Linked DNA regions of Sus scrofa: all the other regions are linked to region 3. Evidence: chromatin contacts called from public HiChIP or PLAC-seq data. All regions are on one chromosome and are shown on one strand. Each heading gives the region's core, a stretch centred on a gene start, on an enhancer-like site or on the middle of the called end of the contact. The rest is flanking DNA. Distances are from core to core; before and after follow the strand shown. Region 1 has its middle 12 kb from the start of THSD7B. Region 2 overlaps THSD7B (thrombospondin type-1 domain-containing protein 7B). Region 3 overlaps THSD7B (thrombospondin type-1 domain-containing protein 7B).

Region 1 (2,700 bases), core at 19-2,518, 180 kb before region 3:
TTCTAACTTGGAATAAAAAAATTTCAATCTGTGGAGTTCCCTTGTGGTACAGTGGATTAAGGATCTGCATTGTCACTGCAGTGGCTTGGGTTGCTGCTATGGTGTGAGTTTGATACCCGGCCCGGGAATTTCCACATGCTGTGAGCATAGTTTAAAAAAAAAAAATCTCCATCCATAAACAAACCGTGGTACATCTATAAAGCAGAACACCCCTTGGGAATAAACAAGAACGAATCATAAATTACTCTCACAGGCATTATCACTATGCCACATCTAAGAAGCATGTATTAAAGAATACATAACATATGGATCTACTTTTCTTATAGGCTTGAAAGACAAAACTATTGTGGTAGAGAACAGATCAGTGGTTGCCACGGGTTAGGAGTGGCAGGAAGGAGTGGCAATAAAGGGGCAGAATGAGACAGTTTCTTTGGAGTGATGATACCATTCAATGCCCTCATTTGGTAGAGTTTACCTGAATCTATATATGTGTTAAAATTCATAGAACTGTATTTAAAAAAGTCAGCTTTACTGTATGATAATTTTTTTAAGTGAAAGAAAAGCCAGCATATTATTAAAAATAGTAACCACAACAATGAACAGTGTTTCAGTCTGAATTGGGCAAGTCATTCCACCATTTGGGGTCTCTTTAGAATCTGCTGTGACAGGAAGGGTCTATGCAGTCAGAAGCTGCAGGAGTAAATGCCTATGAAGGGGACAGGCGATGATGTAGATGGAAGGCAATAAGGAGTGATGAGGACTGTGGAGAACTAGTGAGTTTCCATCTGCCTGTATTGGAGCAGCTTCACCTTCTGTCTCAGCTGATGGCTACCATGATGGATTATGTGCCTAATTTGTCTGATCTTTTGACTTTCAAGATAAGTGAGGACTTAAAATTTTTTTTTTGTCTTTTTTTTTTTTTTAATTTTTTTTAGGGCTGCACCCACAGCATATAGAGGTTCCCAGGCTAGGGGTCTAATTGGAGCTGTAGCCACCAGCCTACACCAGAGCCACAGCAATACCAGATCTGAACCGCATCTGTGATCTACACTACAGCTCATGGCAACACTGGGTCCTTAACCCACTGAGCGAGGCCAGGGATCGAACCCGCAGCCTCATGGTTCCTAGTCAGATTCATTTCTGCTGCGCCACGAGGGGAACCCCCGACTCTTGAAATTCTTTTAAAGGTGAAATTTCTTATTTGTAAGCACTACACAAACTCGACGCAACGTGTCTGTGAATCATAATGCTGAGGAACTGACAGTTTGCAGCCATTGAATAGAATGTTCTGTACCATCCTTTTGAACTCGCTGGGCCAGGATTGTAAACCCTGATAAGGAGTTTCTTTGTCAGAGATTGCATCAGAGATTTGAAGTAACTTCGAAGTCTCTTGCACCATTGCACTGAATGTAAAATTAAGCCCCGCTTTTCTCCATTAAAATGTTGTGCAATTCAAGAACTAAGTGTTACTGTGGTTATCAGAATCCACACATGAGGAAGAGAACCCAGTGCTGATGTGGTCTCAGATGGCTCTGCTCCCCTCTTGGTGGCCCTGCAAGAGCACTTAGAAATGTGTTATTTAGTTTGTTACAGATCATAGCCTCTCATAAGTGGGCCTGACTTCTCTGTACACATTACCGATTTTGTGATGATGAGTGAGAATTGAGTTCATCTTTCACCCCTATCGCCAGACCATGATTGATGTGCTAGTACTCTTAGATTTTTCATTTGGCATGTAACAGGGGCAGGCCCATTTATAAAAGGCTGAAAAATGGCATCAGTGTAGGGAACAAATACACCCAGAGCAGGAAGCTGGGGAATGGAGTGCAGGCGTGAGTAGGACAGAGGAGTTTAGGAGTTGTCGGGCCTGGTCTCCAGGGGCTGGAAGGATGACACTCCTCTCCACTGTACAACATCAGCATTGCAATGCACCAAGCGAAGAGCCCCGTTTGGGAATCTGTGGGGACAAGTCTAGGGCTGGGAGGGGATTGAAAAGAGGTTTGCCTGAAGGTGCTTTGGCCCTTAGGGTTGCATCCCCAAAAGCCCCAGACGCAGGCTGAAGGAGGGAGAAATCTGTAGATTCAGACCTCAGAACATATGAAAGGAAGTTGAATCTTTTCTTGCTAGTGAACTGTGGCAGCTAGAGGTTTTGCCCAACATGGATTCCCTTCACCATTTCTTTTAACAATTAAAACTTGTTTTTCATAGAGAACCTGTTCCAGTTTGGGAAGAAAAGTGACCTCTACCTTTCTTCCAGAGTAGGGCATATAACCAGGCCCTCTGATCAGAGAACCACTTTCCCTAGCTGCATTATTAGTTCCAGGATGAACTTGTGACTCCACTGGGTATAATCTGAATTCTTCCTGGTACTTATAACTAAACAGAAAGAGGGACTTTTCTCCGTGAGTATGGGCTGTAAGAATGATATAACCTAGAGGATCTTGTCACCATATAGAAGAGTCTATGAAAGGAAAATTAAAATGATAAGTGCATTTAAAAGGTCTTGATGTGGAGTTCCCGTGTGGCACAGTGGTTAATGAATCCGACTAGGAACCATGAGGTTGCGGGTTCGATCCCTGGCCTTGCTCAGTGGGTTAAGGATTCGGCATTGCCGTGAGCTGTGGTGTAGGTTGCAGATGCGGCTCAGATCCTGAGTTGCTGTTGCTGTGGCATAGGCCGGCGGCTATAGCTCCGATTCAA
Region 2 (2,700 bases), core at 151-2,650, 140 kb before region 3:
AGGAGAATCAAACATGGAAAAAGACACTATGCTTGGAATCAGTGTTGGGCTCACTGCAGGAAAGGCGCCAAATAACGTGGAACACTATCAGTGTTACTAGCAGTATGGAGGTTAAGCATGTGGCCTCTGGGCAGGTCACATAACCTCTTTGTGCCTCAGTTTCTTCATTGGTAAAATGGTACTACCGTTATTGGGTATCTAACATACTGGGCTCTTGAACGAACACACACACACACACACACACACACACACACACACACACTTATAGTCCTTATGATAGTGCCTAGTAAATAAAAGCACATTAGAACACTTACTGGTAATTATGTAAGAGTATCATTACTTAACATGGGGCACTGGTCCTGTATTGCCACATGTACCCAAGCCTTATCTCCCTATCAAGGTTGCAAGGCCCTTGAGGTCAGGGACTGTCCTCTCTATATAGGAAATTAGAGAGACAGGAACTGGGTTGGCTATTATCATGTGAGATGTAATATGTCTTTCCAAATGGTTTTGGTTGCAGTAGCTATGTTCAACAACAACAATTGGGCAGCTATGCAGTAGCTCGCTTGATGTCTCCAGTGTCCTTAAGAATGAGGTATTATAACTGCTCCTGTACGGGTGCTGTTGAGGCCCCACATCACGTCCCCTCAGCGTGGGCCATCAGTCTCTCTCAGGAAGACTTCCTGCTTGGAGTGCTTACTGAATCTCCCAGCTTTCTTCCTTTTATTTCCTTAAAATATGATTTTCCCACAGTTCTGTGGGGTCAAGTTGGGGTGGGGAGGGAGGTGGTGGTGGCAGAGGAGACAGGGCATTGTATCCCTGTTCTAGACACCTCAATCCCTGGTGCTGAACAAGGGTGAGATCTGGTCTGGAGGATTTGGGGGGGTGGGAATATGATGGGGCTTTAACTCCAGACTGGGTTGGCTTTCTCCCAAAATATAAGTTCTGAAACACTGGAGTTCCCGTCTTGGCTCAGCAGTAACAAACCCAACTAGTATCCATGAGGATGTGGTTTCAATCCCTGACCTCGCTCTGTGGGTTGGGGATCCAGAGTTGCCATGAGCTGCGGTGTAGCTCTCAAATGTAGCTCAGATCTCCTGTTGCTATGGCTGTGGCATAGGCTGGCAGCTGCAGCACTGATTAGAACCCTAGCCTGGGAACTTCCATATGCTGCAGGTGTGGCCCTAAAAAGCAAAAACAAACAAACAAACGAAAAACTGAAACACAGTTTACAACCTCTAGGATTAATTCTTCTCAAAAGCCCCCATCTGGTCAACAGGAGAAGTTCGTATTCTTCCTATCAACAAAACCTTAACCCTATTTGTAGTGGACTAATAACCCTCATAATAGCCCTGGCCTTATTATACCAAGAGGGCATCTGCCTCCTCCCTGCCAGGGTTATGATTCAGAGCTTCCTAACATTGACTCTCTGAGATAGACAGCTCTCTCAAATCACTTCTCCCTGATCCATAGTTTCTCATTTTTTCTGTTCCTCCCAACACATCCTTCTGTTGTACTGTACATCTCAGCCAGGCAGGCATTAGGTTATTTAAGCCAGTGCCTTTTCCACGGACCTGTGAGCATCTGTACTACTGTGTCTTAATTCTTATTCTTCCAAATGCCTGAACAGTCAGTTCATCTAGTTATAGAGAGAACAGTCAGTTATATACAAAGATAGTAAGGATAAAACCCAGATCCCCTTTCTCCTGGAACTTGGAGTCTTTCTCAAGCAGAAACTTACAAAATGTTTGTTGAATTGAATTAGTCATTCAAAGAATGGTACACATTTAAATACAGAGGGGTTCTTGGAGTTGTTTTTCTCCCAGTCTTCAAAATCAGGCAGCTCAGCTCTACCACTTAAATTCACTAAGTAAATTTAGGCAAATCAATTCACTTCTCTGACCTCAGTTTCCACACCTAGAAAATGAAGCTAATAATAATAATGTCAGTGTGTTGAGAACTTACTGTGTGTCAGGTGCTGTTCTACGAACTATACATTATTAACTCATTTAAGTTCTTATCATAGAGTTCTCACAAAGGCATAAGTGAATTCATATATGGAAAATACTTAGCATTTGGCGTATGGCAAACCGGTATATGTTAGCAATTGTTCTTATAATTGGTTCTCAATTCTTGCCCAAAATTAATGTTTGGATTTGAGATCTGTTTATAGTATCTACTTTTTCTTCTTTCTTCTCCCCCCTTCCTCCTCCTCCTCTTCTCCTTCTTTTAAATTCAGAGCAGAATTTGACCATTCTCTAGGCTTTGAGTACCTCTGCCCATCACTATATTTCAGATGCCCATATCCATTCCTCTGGACTACTTGCTTCAAATTGTGCTCATAATTTTCATCCCACTCCTTCTCTGAAACTAGTTTCTTCTCTTGGTGCTGGAGACACAAAAGGAGTGAATATTCCAGGATTTTTTAATGCTTTCGAAATTTTAAAGTTATTTACACAGCTTCACTGATAGTATCTTTTCTTTTCATGCCACCGCCAAAACAAACTAGCAAACAAACCTCAGAGTTGTTAAGAGTTGGATAGGAGATGGCCATTGTTGTAGTACATTATAAAGTGTTTTCTAGTTTACAGTGCTTTTGGGCCTGCACTTTCTTGATCCTCCCCACAATTCCAGGTGGGCCTCATTGGAATCCTTGGGGTACAATTGGCCAGTAAGTTTCAAAGTGGGTTTTGAAGGATA
Region 3 (2,700 bases), core at 175-2,674:
ATGGGCCATGGAGTCAGCTGGCCCTGTCTGCATGAGCCATCAGGGATCTAAGCCTCCAAACTGCTCATCCTGAGTAAGTTTAAGCTGGCATACACAGAAGTTAAAGGGCCCCCCTGGTCACTGGATGGGAATCTAGGACTTGGATCGTGTCTTATTATTCAGTCTTTGGCATTTATCAGGATGCCTGTTCTAAAGTCAGAATCCAATACGTCTTTTCTTGTAAACGGTTTGTTCTTCCAGTTGGACCGAACATGTGCTCTCCCACGTCCTTTCCTTTACATGCTTCAGGCAGTGGATGTAGCACATGGTCCCCTGGGCCCTTCTGGGTGACCTGATGACCCTATTTGTCAAACGGGTGTCATATTTCAAATGAATATTTATTGAATATTGTATGTCAAGAACTTTGCAAAGCTTTGGGGACAGAAAGCTAGTCAGAGAGATCTGGTCCCTCCGGAGGAGGGGAACGCACAGTGGTAGAACTTGGTAAAGGAGCAGTTACAAGACAGCAAAAACATCGACCATAAAGAGATGGGCAGCACATGGGAACACAGAACAAACCAACTGATGATGTTGCCTGGGAGAATTGGAAAATTCATCAGTTCCTTCTCGCCTCACCTCAGCTTTGTATTATGAGATGCCAGGGTGACAATGCAGTGAAAATACGTTGAAAAAGAGAAAGGATTATGTGTGAGCACATTATCCAACAGATGCTATTGTGACTTGGGTGGCTTCAGAGAGAGCTCAGAGAGGAAAATGCTAGATGAGAAAAGAAGAGGGACAGTCATCCATTCTGATCGACCAGTAAACAGAGAAAGTTCAGGTCTATGGCCATCAACCATTAGGGCTGCAGTCACCCAGCTTGTAATGAATTGATATTTTTTATCACAGAAATGCCAAACCTGTTCATACCCTTAAGGCAGCTGAAAGCTCTCTGTGACCCAGGGTGTTAGTCACCATTATCTTCCCTTTAGAAGAAGGTGGCTGGGAAGACCAGTGATAGAAAAGCAGGTAGGATATTGGTGGGGATTGGACCTTTGGGGTGGCAAACCGAGGACCATCATGTCAAAGCTACCAGCATGATTTGGCTGGTAAGAGAGTTCTCTCCCCTTTCCCCTGCTGGAGTCATGGAGATTTGAATACTGTGTTGTTTTGAAATAAGTGGTTTGCAAACATGAACAGCTGTCCGAATGAAAGCACAATGTTCAGAGAATTATCCCTCCGTTAGGGTACACAATAGCTTGGGTCAAAGGACATCGCCCAAAGCAAAATAATTATGTAGGGCGAGAGACTGACATCATCCCAAGAGGCATTCTTAAGAAAACAAAAAAACAAAAAACTCTTAGTATTAATTTGTGTGATGCACTTGACACTCAGTTCTGTCCAAACTCAGGAGGGACGCCAACCTAGAGCCAAGGGAGAAGGAAAAGTGACCACAGGGCTCCCTCTGGTGGTAAGGCTGACCCACTACAATTCATGGCTGAAGTCCGTGCCCCAGTGGGAAGGAAATCTTAGGTTTTTTTGTCCCAGATGTAGAGGGAAATCTTCTATAGAGAGAATGTTACATGAATCTTTTTTCTGGGTTGTGCAGCAATAAAACAGGCAAGTACAATGGAATCTCCCATAAATGGCTCATTATTGGAGTGAAAATGATGCAGGAACAGCCCCTCTGTAAATCACTGTGACAGATACTAACTAAATCAGAACTAGGGGCACTTTGCCTTACACAACTGTCTCTTCTTCCTTCTTTGCTTCTTCCACTTTGCCGACACGAACCAGCAAGGGGTACGCTTTCTCACTTTCTTTGAAGTTGAATCATTGTTACATTGCTGAGGAAACAGCAGTAAATTGTGGTACCCCCAGACCATGATGGGCTCTTGTCTTTGTGGCTCTGTGAGCCTGTGGGAAGTACAGATGCACAGAGAAAGGCTGGAATGGAGAGAATTTAAGTGATCTGTTGTCCTCTCACCCCAGGAGGGATGCCTTTGATACTGATCAATACACTGATGTCACATGGCAGCTGGCCTAAGTCCCTTGAGCGACAAAGGGCCTGGGATCTCTGGGCTCATGACTGGAGTCATCCTCAGCACAGTTTCACAGTGATGCTGCATGATACCTTTGTTGCAGCTCCTTCAACTTAAGAAGAGATCATATGAAAAACAGCACCTCAGTGCTACTGGGTTTGATGTGTCTTTGGCGACAACTGATTGAGACACCTTAAAGCCAGCTGGAGATGACCGTGTTGGCAGCTCAACAGGATAAATTTTCTCAGTCTGTTCCCTGATGTCCTTGGTTAGCTGTACCATCCTTTCAGGCTGATCATCTGTATGTCATGACACAACACCAAAGCCGGGTCAGAAAGCATTGTAGCTGGCAATCCCTGCTTTGCAAATAACTAGGGCAGACCTGCAATCCCTGCAGCAGAAGTTTGCCACGACAGTTACTGGGGTGCCAGGGCTCATGGCTGAGGCTTGGTTTAGTGGCAGGAGGTTTTGCCTACCTATGCTTTAGCGACTAGACTCTTTCTCCTAGTGAGTCCCTCAAAATCATTCTTTGGGGTGACCAGAATGCACTGTGGCTGATGTTGGATTTACCCTTCCCAGCTTTGTGGCCACCCCCTTGCTTCTCTGAGCAGCCCTAGGTGAGGTGGGGAGGAGGACGGGGAAGGAGGGGATGGAACTATTGCCGATGCTGGGGTCTCTG

The links. HiChIP or PLAC-seq counts read pairs in DNA pulled down with a chosen protein or histone mark.
Region 1: a contact with region 3 is called in an H3K27ac HiChIP or PLAC-seq map of alveolar macrophages. The contact joins two enhancer-like sites. A contact is called at or near these places in 1 of 47 Hi-C or Micro-C datasets (epiblast stem cells) and 1 of 2 datasets of contacts at active chromatin or transcription factors (alveolar macrophages).
Region 2: a contact with region 3 is called in an H3K27ac HiChIP or PLAC-seq map of alveolar macrophages. The contact joins two enhancer-like sites. A contact is called at or near these places in 1 of 47 Hi-C or Micro-C datasets (embryonic fibroblasts) and 2 of 2 datasets of contacts at active chromatin or transcription factors (alveolar macrophages and skeletal muscle).

What each region holds. Positions count from the first base shown.
Region 1 is chr15:15,621,564-15,624,263 of Sscrofa11.1, reverse strand. No RefSeq gene overlaps it. Among named protein-coding and RNA genes, the nearest start is that of THSD7B, 12 kb to the right of the region's middle. Within about 2 kb of position 1,268, at least 3 of the 83 cell types and tissues checked have an H3K27ac peak or open chromatin away from gene starts, as enhancers often do. A contact at or near this core is called in alveolar macrophages, where this site is marked.
Region 2 is chr15:15,583,136-15,585,835 of Sscrofa11.1, reverse strand. The region is part of intron 2 of THSD7B (thrombospondin type-1 domain-containing protein 7B); the gene reads left to right. Among named protein-coding and RNA genes, the nearest start is that of THSD7B, 26 kb to the left of the region's middle. Within about 2 kb of position 1,400, at least 1 of the 83 cell types and tissues checked has an H3K27ac peak or open chromatin away from gene starts, as enhancers often do. A contact at or near this core is called in alveolar macrophages, where this site is marked.
Region 3 is chr15:15,440,120-15,442,819 of Sscrofa11.1, reverse strand. All of the region lies in intron 7 of THSD7B (thrombospondin type-1 domain-containing protein 7B), which reads left to right. Among named protein-coding and RNA genes, the nearest start is that of THSD7B, 170 kb to the left of the region's middle. Within about 2 kb of position 1,424, at least 11 of the 83 cell types and tissues checked have an H3K27ac peak or open chromatin away from gene starts, as enhancers often do. A contact at or near this core is called in alveolar macrophages, where this site is marked.